2 separate regions of the Mus musculus genome follow, and region 1 is linked to region 2. A link is a contact called in public HiChIP or PLAC-seq data. All regions are on one chromosome and are shown on one strand. The core of a region is the stretch at or near the end of the contact, and the rest is flanking DNA. Distances in the headings are between cores, read along the strand shown.

Region 1 (5,633 bases), core at 3,002-5,501, 690 kb before region 2:
GCTACTGTGAGCAGCTTTTGTAGAGTAAGTTTAATTCAGTAGCATGGCTGCTCTGCCAAGGGATCAGTTCTAAAGACATTCTAGGTCAATGTGATCTAGGCAGAATATAGACACGCTTTGGATTACAGTATGATCTGGCTGAAATACAGAAAGACCCTTAGTAAACACCTTTAATCCCTAACAATGAATGTAAAGTTAGCTTGTAGGAGGAATCATCCATGTTTGAAAGTGACATCTAATTAAGGAGCAGATAAAGTGATGAATCAGAGAAAGATCTGAGAGGATAAGTCAGAGATAGAATAAGTCCAACTCTCACAAGCACTGCACAGGAAAGAGAGGTTACTTGAAAGACAGGGAGGGAGAGAGAAGAGAAGATGGGGAAGGGGTAACAGAGAGTGAGAATTTTAGTGTTTTAGCAGGACAGTTTTACAAAGACAGGTGGAAGGGAGAACAAGATAGACACAGGTGAAGACAGAATGAACCAGAAAGTAAGAAGGAGCCAGAAGCTAAAGTTAATATGCAGCTGAGCAGAGCAAATTAGTGAGAAGTCAAGAGAAGCTGGATTGAATCAGTCAGTTTGGAAGGTTAGATTATACAGAGGCTAGAAGCTTCCAGCCCTAGGCCTAGGAATAGAACAGAGAAAGAAATACTCTGGACTCAGCCCAAGTTGTGTATTCATATAGCTTGGGTATGGCTCTCGTCTTATCCCTAAATCTGAGGATATAAAAGTGACTATTAAAAAGGTTTTTTGTTTTCTTTCATGAGTTCATGTCTTTCAAACCACAGTAGCCTGTCTTTTCAATAAATACTAATCCCAACTCTACATCATCCTTGAACATTTGGATGCTCAGGGATCTGTATCTGCTGTCCCTGTTACGTTGGCATACTGCCTTCAACTATTTATTCATAAACCATCTACTTAATGAAGCCATTTCTTGCCTCTCCCACCTCCACCCCTATACCCTCTCTTCACTTTAGATATTATTACATTTTTCATTTACCTACACCTTAGTGTTATTAATTATTCATCTTATGTTTTCTCTCTTTCAAATTAAGACTCATGGATACTAACTTTTGTTCATCTTTTTTGTCATTTACACATAAGAGGTGACTAAAGAATTACTTTCTGAAGCAGAGACTGAAAGAATGGCCAACCAATAATTGGTCCAATTTAAAATACATCCCATAGACAAGCACTTATCCATGACATTATTAATGATACTCTGTTATGCTTGCAAACAGGAGCCTAGCATAACTGTCCTTTGAGAGGCTCGACCCAAGAGCTGAGTGAAATAGATGCAGAGACCCACAAACAAACATTGGACAAAGGTCAGGGACTCTTATGGAAGAGCTGATGGAAGAATTGAAGTCTCTGAAGGTGATGGGAACCCCACAGGAGAAACAGAAGAGCCAATTAACTTGAACCTCTGGGAGTTCTCAGAGACCAAGTCACCAATCAACAAACACATATGGCTTGAACAACAACCCTGTTTCCCCCAGTATGCAGCAGACATTCAGTTCAGTCTCTATGTGGGGCCCCCAGTAACTGAATCAGAGGCTTTCCCTAAAGTTGTAGCTGGACTGTGGTATCTGTTCCCCAACAGGGCTGCCCTGTCTGGCCTCAGTGGGAAAAGATGTGAATACTCTGGAAGAGACTGGAAGTGCCAGAGGGACCACAACTTCTCAGAAGAAAAGAGGATGGGGATGAAGACAGGGTCTGTGAGGGCGGGACCAGGAGGGGACAGCTTTTGTGATGTAAATAAATAAATGAATAAAAAGAAAATGAAAAGAAAGACAATTACAGCTGGAAAGATGCTGGTAGAAATTTGTCAGAAAACAGTCAAGCATTGGTTCATTTACCATGCTCTTTTCCAAAGTGTTACCTGTTGAATCAATGAATCAAGAAACCGAGAAGTGAAAACAGGAACATGATCAGGTATTGGGGATGGGGTGGGGGGATAGGAGTGAAGCCCTGAGAGCCAGCAGAAAGAATAGAAACAGGCAACCTAGGGAGGTAGGACCTAGGGAGTTAGGAGGTGGGGCACCCTCTAGAATGTACCAGAGACCTGGGAGAGATGCTCAGGACACAAAGGGAGGAACCTTAAACGAAATGCCCTACAGTGGGGAGAGGGAACTTGTAAAGTCCCCCTCCGATAGAAAGACAGGCCTTCAAGTGAAGGGATGGAGCTGCCATCAAAAACTCTGACCCAGAATTTTTCCTACCTAAAATAACTGCAGGGACAAAATGAAGAAGAGCAAAGGGTAAAGGAGCTTCAGTGACAGGCCCAAATGTGGATCCAGCTCAAGGGAGGGCTCCAAGGCCTGAAAGTATTCCTGATGCTACAGACAGGATCCTAGCATGGCTGCCCTCTCAGAGGCCTAGCAAGCAGCTGAAAGAGTCAAATGCAGGTACTTACACCCAACCACTTGACAGAATCCAGGGACCCCATGGTTGAATTATGGAAAAGCTGGAAGAAGATGAGGAGGAGGGTGACCCCACGGGAAGACCATAGGTCTTAACAAACCTGGATCCCCTAGATCTCTCAGACACTAAGCCACCAACCAGGCAGAGAACCCTAGCTGATGTGAGGCCTGGACACATAAACAGCAGAGGACTGCCTGGTCTGGCATCAGTGAGAGAAGATGCACCTAACCCTCTATAGACTTGTCCCAGGGAGTGGGGAGGTCTGGTGGGTCCAGAGTTGGGGGGTGAGGGGGTTAGGGAATATCCTCTTGGTAATGGGGAGGAGGAATGGGATAAGGAACAGTCAGAGGGCAGACAAGGAGGGGGACTGCAAAAAAGATAAAAGAATAATAATAGTAATAATAAAAATTCACATTGTAAAAAAAGAAAAGAAATATCTGTTCCATATAATGGACTTCATCCCAATGCTCCTATGCTCTCTAAACATGGCATGGAATAACTATTCAGGAAATTTAGAGGCTGTAACATGAGTCTCAATACGAGCTCGAGGACAAAGAGTACCTGTGGTCTGAACCTACCTACAGTGGTAGCATACAGCCAGTTGTTCCAGAAATTCTTGTAATTGTGGAAAGATAGAGTATGTCTTTACACCCAAGTAGAACGACAAATGTTTCTTTCCAACTAGCAAAATCTGTTAACACTGATCTTTCCCTAAATTGTACACTTATTTCATTAATGTTATCAGCAAATATATGCCTTTTCTATTTTAAAAACATATACTTTATCGTTTAAAATATCCAAATGAATTGTAGTTCTGTGCATGTAGGTAGTTAACTTATTTTTAATAAATACAAATATAGCCTTCTTGTCATTATTAACTATGGTTTGCGGTGACCTCTTTCCAGTCCCACTTTAGAGTCTTCCCCAGAGTGTATCCTCATGTGCTTTCTCCTGACAGCCTCTGTTGACTTATTCCCTGAAATGAGCCAAATTTAGGACTATGTAAGGATATATCTGTACAAGTTCTATTTAGGAATTTATTAATGTTTAAGTTAACTAATATTCAGTTATCCAAGTTTTGAGACCCTAGCCATTCACAAACCTTGAATATAAAGCAAAGGAGTTTCTAGGAACAATGATACATGTTACCAAAAAATGGAATAAATCTGTTATGAAACAGCATAAATGACCAAAAACAATATAAGTAATCAGATAAAAAAAAAACTAACCACATTGTATATTCCCATGTAAAACTGAAGAAATTCTATTAAGGATAAGAAATATTCTCAGAATTTCAACAGAAAGCTTGCAGCTGGATGTATGTTGTGCATAGATCATCTTTACTTATTTATTATACAATCTCATCTTATTTCTTTTTGAATATTTCCCTAGATATTTTTCCCTTATGTCTGAAAGCTTTCATCTTCTGTGTTTTTCACTGGCATTATTCTTATGCCACATGTCTGCACACATCCACACGTGCACACACTCACAAACACATGCACACATGCACACACACATGTGCACACATAGCACATCAAAGTAGATGCTATGACTGGATGAGGCCGGGTATGTCTTCAAAGTCAGTTTGACTTTATTTATATAGGCTGCTCAGGATTACCAGACAAGCCTAGATTTCTAGAAAATGCCAAAGAAGAGACAAGAAAACAGACTGGACTGCATTTCTTCTTAGACCCCTAACCCACAAGCTCTTGCTGAGACCATGGCAGAAGTAAGTAGCAGGTCTGACTACTAGGGAGTTACAGCCAATGACAGAACTACTGTTATGTCAGGCAATTCTAGATGACTGTATTTGGCTGAATGATGAAGTAGCAACTGCTGGAAATAATAATAGGCCTTAAAATAGCAAAAATTCCTGAATGACTATATCAGGGAGTGACCAATTTCTATCATGTGTTGATGTCAATTTAGTACAAGGATATTCCCCAGAGAAAAAAGAAATGAGATTCCAGGCTTGCCGTTCTGTTTTTTTTTTTTTTTTTTTTTCTTTTATTTTTCCTTCAAGTGATTTAAACTACATAAAATCCCCTTCCAGGATCAGCTATGGAGCATACTGGGAATGTCAAAAGGCCAAATGACAGGAAATGCCTTGTGTATGTATAATAAGGAATCAGGTTACTTTCCACACTTAATGTTTGTATGTGTGTCTGTCTATCTATCTGTGTGTGTCACTGTGTCTCTATAAGCCTGTATACACACACACACACACACACACACACACACACACACATATTATGAGTGCATGAAATGGAAAACAATGATTCATTTAGTACCTTGAAAATAAATGGAAAATTCCTTTACCTGAAATTTAAACTCTTGAGGGTAGAAGGATTAAAGAATGGAGAGTTCAAGGCCATTTTGTTACTTAGAGGCAGCCAAAGACACTTGACTCCTTGTCACATATTAAAAAGCAAATTGAAACATTATCTAAGATCATGAATCCTGAACTTCTACCAGCCACCATTTCTCAGTTCCTTTGTCTGTTTCCTTGAAAAGAAGTGTGCAGGTATAATAGAGATGGATATGGAAGTGTAATAGATATGAATCAGCTAACATATGTTCTTCACTCCTGTGACTCAATAGACAAAAATCCATAAAGCCAGGCTCGATCAGCAGGAAAAAAAAAGACAGTTATCTTTCAAAAATAGGCAGACAACAATCCTGTTACCACCTGATGGACATAAGCTAAAACAGGCTCAAAGGTTTGGATTTCCATGTGTTCTTGAAAATATTGAATCATTTGCAAATGTGTAAAATTAGAAAAGTCTTATTTTAAAGGCCTGGTTGATTTTTTTCTATGAAAAGAAAAATTCACACCACTGTATGCCTACTTGGGAACATTTGTCTGACACTGTACAGTGGACAGAGCAAGCCATCTTGTCTTTACCTCCTCGGTTGCCTTATACCAAGTGTCCCTTAGTGTTCCCACTGCATCCTCAGTGGAGTTGAGAAGCTGGAGCTGAGAGCATCAATTGCAAAAGTTAAGAAATACATAAAAGGGAAAATTAGAGTTTCTTACCCAATGAAAAAATATTTGATGGTTTCAATAGCTGGAATAAGATATCATTGCCAAAAAAAAAAAAAAATCCTCAAAGGAAAAGGGTTTATTTCATCTTAAACTTCCCAAGGTAATAGTCCATCACAGAGTGAAAACAGGGCAGGAACTGAGCAGGGTAGGACACCAAGG
Region 2 (5,280 bases), core at 2,224-4,723:
TGTGTGTGTGCCATGTACCCTGTGACTGTAACTTAATTAGGCTTTCTATTGCTGCAACAAAACATCATGAGCAAAAATGCTTTGGAGAAGAACAGGTTTATTTTGGCTTACACTTCCAAGTAACAGGTCTTCATTAGGGCTATAAAGGCAGGAATTGGGGACAGGCACCTGGGGGCAGGAACTGAAGTAGAGGCCATAGGAGAACACTACTTATGGCTTGCTCTTCATGACTTGCTCAGTTTGCTTTCTAATACTCAGGACCGCCAATGGGTGGAGCTCTCCCACATGAATCATTAATTCGGAAAATGCCTCACAGGGTTGCCTATAGCCCAATTTTATAAAAGCATTTATTCCATAGTGATTTTTCTCTTCTCAAATATGTCTAGGCTTGTGTCGAGTTGATAAAGCTCAATCCACACAGGGTCTGAGGGATCCAGTTTAGGTCACCCGGCTTGGTGGTACAGCAGCAAGAACCCCTGCCCACTGAGCGTTTCCCTGGCCCACCTTTAATTTTAATTCTAATGAGTATAATTCTAATGAATCTATTTGATACTTCTTGCTTCTCAAATATTTTTATTCATAATATTCAACCACATCTTCCCCCCCTTTTTAATTATTATTATTTTGTTTCAATTCCAGAAGTCTCAAGTTCCTGTGCACTATGATAGTTCATGCAAACAAGAATTTCCATGAAAACCAGCTTGAAAAAATATACACAGAGGACAACGTATAACTATTCCTATTATAAAAATTAAAAGATGTGATTAACGAGTAGATAGAATAGATATAGTCAGATAAATAGATAATACTAGATATATTATATAATAATAGATATGCAACTTTGGTATTAATTAAAATGAAATATACCCCTGTTAATTCAGACCAATTGCTTAGTTACTTCCTACTCCTCCAACAAAGTGGCATGCCTTGACTCATCTGAATCTCAGGAGACAGGGTACATTTCCAGACAAACTTCTTAAAAGACCATTTGTAAATACATATTTACTGATAGCTAGTAAATAGCGGTTATAGTGCTAAACTGAAGGGGAGGGGTAATTCGTGGATCAATTATTTTAAAAGGAGACAAGAACAAGGAACTCTGTGCTGTTCTGTGAGACCTTTGCTTAGAAGCAGCCTTAAGGGTAGAGAAGCCTGGCTAGGGGTTCACGGCTCTAGTCTGCTGTGGGCATGGATGAGGAAGAGATGACCTCCCTAACCTCTCACCTCTCACCATCTTGCAAACAGGGGAGTTGGCCCCGAAGCCACGCCCTTCACTTACTGCAGTACTAAGGAGAACAGGCCCTGCACCTTGCCTGGGCAGCACTATAGAGGTAGCCCTGGTAGCGAATGTGTGAGTGAGCCAGGCCCTAAGGTCATGAGAACATGAGAACTGAAGTTACAACACTGGGTGAGCAAGCCCGGGCAGTGCTGGAGAAGAGCTGATGGGCAGACCAACTCAACCTCTCAGGCCCAGATCCAGGGCTTTGAATTGGTCCACCCCAAAGTCTACCCCATCTATGATCTGTGGGAGTTAGTGAAAGGGCCAGTCCTGCATATCCAAAGCTGCAGGCTCTCCATGACACAGGGCAACAGTAGGATATCCTCGAGGAGTCCCAGTGGGGATCCAGTATTGATGGTGTAGCAGAATGCAGAGGCCTCAACACAGACCAGTAACTTGTTGCAATGAACATTTGCAAATAAAGATGTGTGGGCAAAGGGGTATACCTCGGGACACACTGTGACACGCTACAGCTTCCCCAGCAAGATTTTTCTTTTTCAATTCTGTCTTATTTTATTCTCTTTTCGGGGAGCGGGGGAGCAGGTACGTACAAAGGGAGGGCGAGAAGAGCGGGATTGGGATGCATGATGAAAAATTCACAAAGAATCAATAAATGTTAAGAGGGCAAACGGGCCATTTGACTGTGATGCAGAAGAATGAAGAGAAATGTATCACGAGACAGATGCTCACAGGCCTACTAATGTGACAGAATATGGTTTGATGGCTGGAGCCAATGGTTTTCCCTAGGCTTTTAGTAATCAACTCTTCCAAATGTCTGTACTTAGACCAAACAATGAATATGATATACTAAATATATCCTCTTTCCTTAGTATTAATAAGCTGTCTCTCAGAATTGCTAATTAAGAGCGCCTGTTAAATAGTACTATTTTGTGGGTATGAACACGTTGCCGATGAGTACCGTCCTTGGAAAGAAGGAAGAAAGCACTGTATGTGATGTAGGTCAATGTGCCTGAAATGTAACCACAACCTCAAGCAAGTGTCTGATCCATAGACTCTCTCTTACCTGCGGCTTTGACCTCTAAGCTGGAACAACACCTTCCAGTGGCTTCCAGATGTGTAAACTGGACCACTAGTAGACAGTTAAGACTGAGCCTTATTTCCCAGAAGCCATATGGAAGTGGATGGCTCATAAAGAGATCCTAACTGCAAACAGCATGAGGGAATTTCGAGGATATAAGCATTTCAATGAAGCTTTTGTTCCAGCATCTCTTCCTGAAAATGGTATTTCAAAGTTAGCCTTCCTAACAGAAAATAGAATCACTTGACAAAAGGAACCACAGCTCTGTATCTAAACTGGCAGCATATTTGCGTGGTGTGGAGTGATACGTGTGTTACCGCCCTTTCCTGCTTAAACTGAGTTTCATTATCATACCCTGATTTCCGCTTCTAATTCTAGCAGAACTATTTCCAATAAACAGGTCAACCCTCTTGCAGTTTTGAGGATAAAAATTCTTCCAAAGGCCTCTTCCCAACTTTACTAAACAATGTTTTCCCTTATTATTAATTGCAGCCCCCCCCCAAACACATTGAACAGGTCTACTGTCATAAAGGGGAAGGAAAAACAAACCTACCAACAATTCCAATAGTATCTTGTATTTGTGCCATCTCTGGTTTAAAAATAAATAAATAACTGGTTGGATTAGGAATATATGTTTTGTACTATTTAGTTCTATGAGCCTACAGAATCGATCATTAGAATACAATGAAACTATAGTTTACTTCATTAAAAACACCTATATTTGGGGCTGGAGAGATGGCTCAGAGGTTAAGAGCACTGATTGCTCATCCAGAGGTCCTGAGTTCAATTCCCAGCAATCACATGGTGGCTCAGGACTATCTGTAATGGGATCTGATGCACTCTTCTGGTGTGTCTGAAGACAGTTACAGTGTACTCACATTTATTTGATATAAATAAATGAATGAATAAAATCTTTAAAGATTTTTTTTTTTAAAAACACCTATATTTAATTTCAGGAACAGATGATTTCATGTTCCTTGGTTGGTTCTAGCTTCACTTTTTTAGAATTACTAGTTGGCAGCTCAAGGCCTGGTAGCTCTGGCAATGATTCAGACTGCTGAGTCATGGGATGTGGACACTAAGAATGTGTAGATAATGGATACCAGTGGAAGTGGTATTAGTCAGGAAACTGTCTCCTGATGTTTCTCACAAGGTCCAGCATCATGACAAAGCACCATGCCCTCTTCCCTTCCTAACTCCTTCAGCAGCGTGTTCATCTTCTGCTGTGTCCTCCGTTTCTTTGATGTGGTCCAATATGAATCAATGACATTCCCAGCATTCCTTTGCAGCTGAGCATTTCAGCTAGAGTGAAGGATGGTTTCTGTTGAAGAAACTTTCAAGAAGTCTAGGTTTTGTCTTTGAGAAACCTATTAGTATTATGGGGATGCTATAAAATCTGCTGCTCAATTAAGATTGGGTTCTCAATTTTAAAAAGTAACTCTGATCAGGATGCTATACCTTAGGAGTACTACTACACTATACGATTTCATTAGGTAAACAGAATAAACAGTTTTTTAATTAAAAAGCCTAACTTTAAAAAAATTTCAGGTATTTCTGTTCTTCAGATGAAGATATAAATAGTATACTGTGCATTATCTTGGAACTGGTTAAGATGGACGGTGTGATTACATTTGTCAGGGAGTTGGTGTTTTGAGGAAAAGTGAATCAATATTGTTTTCACTGAATAAATGAATGACTGTAACACTCACAAAAAAATAAAGTGACTATGATATGACTTCATTTGGTTAAACTTATCAGAAGTTTAAATTAAAGGATATAAGAATCAAAGACACAGAGAAGCTCTGACTCATCTCAGCTCATGTCCAGAGTTCGGGAATAAAGTTTACTTTGTTTAAGCCATGTGGACAGGGGAAGGGGTAATGTATTTTGAGGTAGAAATTGGGCTACTGTGTGGAGAATAGACTCCATAGAAGCAGTCACCAATTGTATGAGGATACTTAGGTTGGCTCATTCCAAGAAAGAAGTCTTTAAAACCACCATATTACACTTGTAAAATGCCAACCACAACCTAAGAGACTTTCTGCAAAACATGAGGCCAGAAATGCAAGTAAAAATCAATATGTCTTAATATTTTTCCAGTCAGGACATGTGTGTTGCATGTTTCCTGTGTAGAAAGCATGGTTATGAACATATCCCAACATCCACTCTCATCTATGGCTTTTCTTTGTACTGGAAGGAAATAGAACAAATATGAAGGGTTGTTCTCCTCATTTATAAACTTAGAAAAGTACTGTCAAACATCAGTGTCCAAAGAACTCTTTCTACCAATGGACACCTTACCAATACCCTTTAATGGATGGAACGCTATCTAAAGTTTTGCTGTGGTCATTAGAAACTGCTGATCTAGCTTCAACATGGTTGTGCCATCTAGAATCTTTCTCCCCACTTTGATCAGACAGACTTTAGGGATTCTCTTAAGAGTAAAAACATCTCAACCTGAAAAAAAGGTACCCCCAAAAGCACAGAAAAGGATCCTGGGTTTTGTGGTTAGAGGTAAAGTGATCGGACCCCAGAAGTCCCTTTTCGTTTATGTGCAAATTAGAGCAACTTTTTTCCTGATTGATTCTTATCCCTGTTGGTTTGTTTTGCTTTGTTTTTAAATTTTTATTGATTCTTTGTGAATTTCACATCATGCACCCCAATCCCACCCCCTTCACCCTTACTATCTCCCCCCAAACAAACAAACAAACAAACAAAAATCTTGCTGTGGAAGGTGTAGCGGATGTATGTGGATGAAGCTTTTGTTCCAGTATCTTCAGTTTACCCTTCTCTCTCCCCTTCTTGCAAATGTTCATTTCAATGAATTATTGGTCTGGTTCAACGCCTCTGGCTTCTGCTACATTATCAGTGCTGGATCCTCACTAGGACTCTGCTCTAATATCCTGTTGTTGCCCTGTGTCATGGAAATCCTCAGCTTTGGAGCTGTAGGACAGGCCTCTTC

What was found. HiChIP or PLAC-seq counts read pairs in DNA pulled down with a chosen protein or histone mark.
Region 1: a contact with region 2 is called in a CTCF HiChIP or PLAC-seq map of the NIH/3T3 cell line, with 6 read pairs. The contact joins two enhancer-like sites.

What each region holds. Positions count from the first base shown.
Region 1 is chr2:45,654,924-45,660,556 of GRCm38.p6, reverse strand. No RefSeq gene overlaps it. Among named protein-coding and RNA genes, the nearest start is that of 1700019E08Rik, 39 kb to the left of the region's middle. Within about 2 kb of position 4,251, at least 22 of the 459 cell types and tissues checked have an H3K27ac peak or open chromatin away from gene starts, as enhancers often do. A contact at or near this core is called in the NIH/3T3 cell line, where this site is marked.
Region 2 is chr2:44,967,609-44,972,888 of GRCm38.p6, reverse strand. No RefSeq gene overlaps it. Among named protein-coding and RNA genes, the nearest start is that of Gtdc1, 43 kb to the right of the region's middle. Within about 2 kb of position 3,473, at least 47 of the 459 cell types and tissues checked have an H3K27ac peak or open chromatin away from gene starts, as enhancers often do. A contact at or near this core is called in the NIH/3T3 cell line, where this site is marked.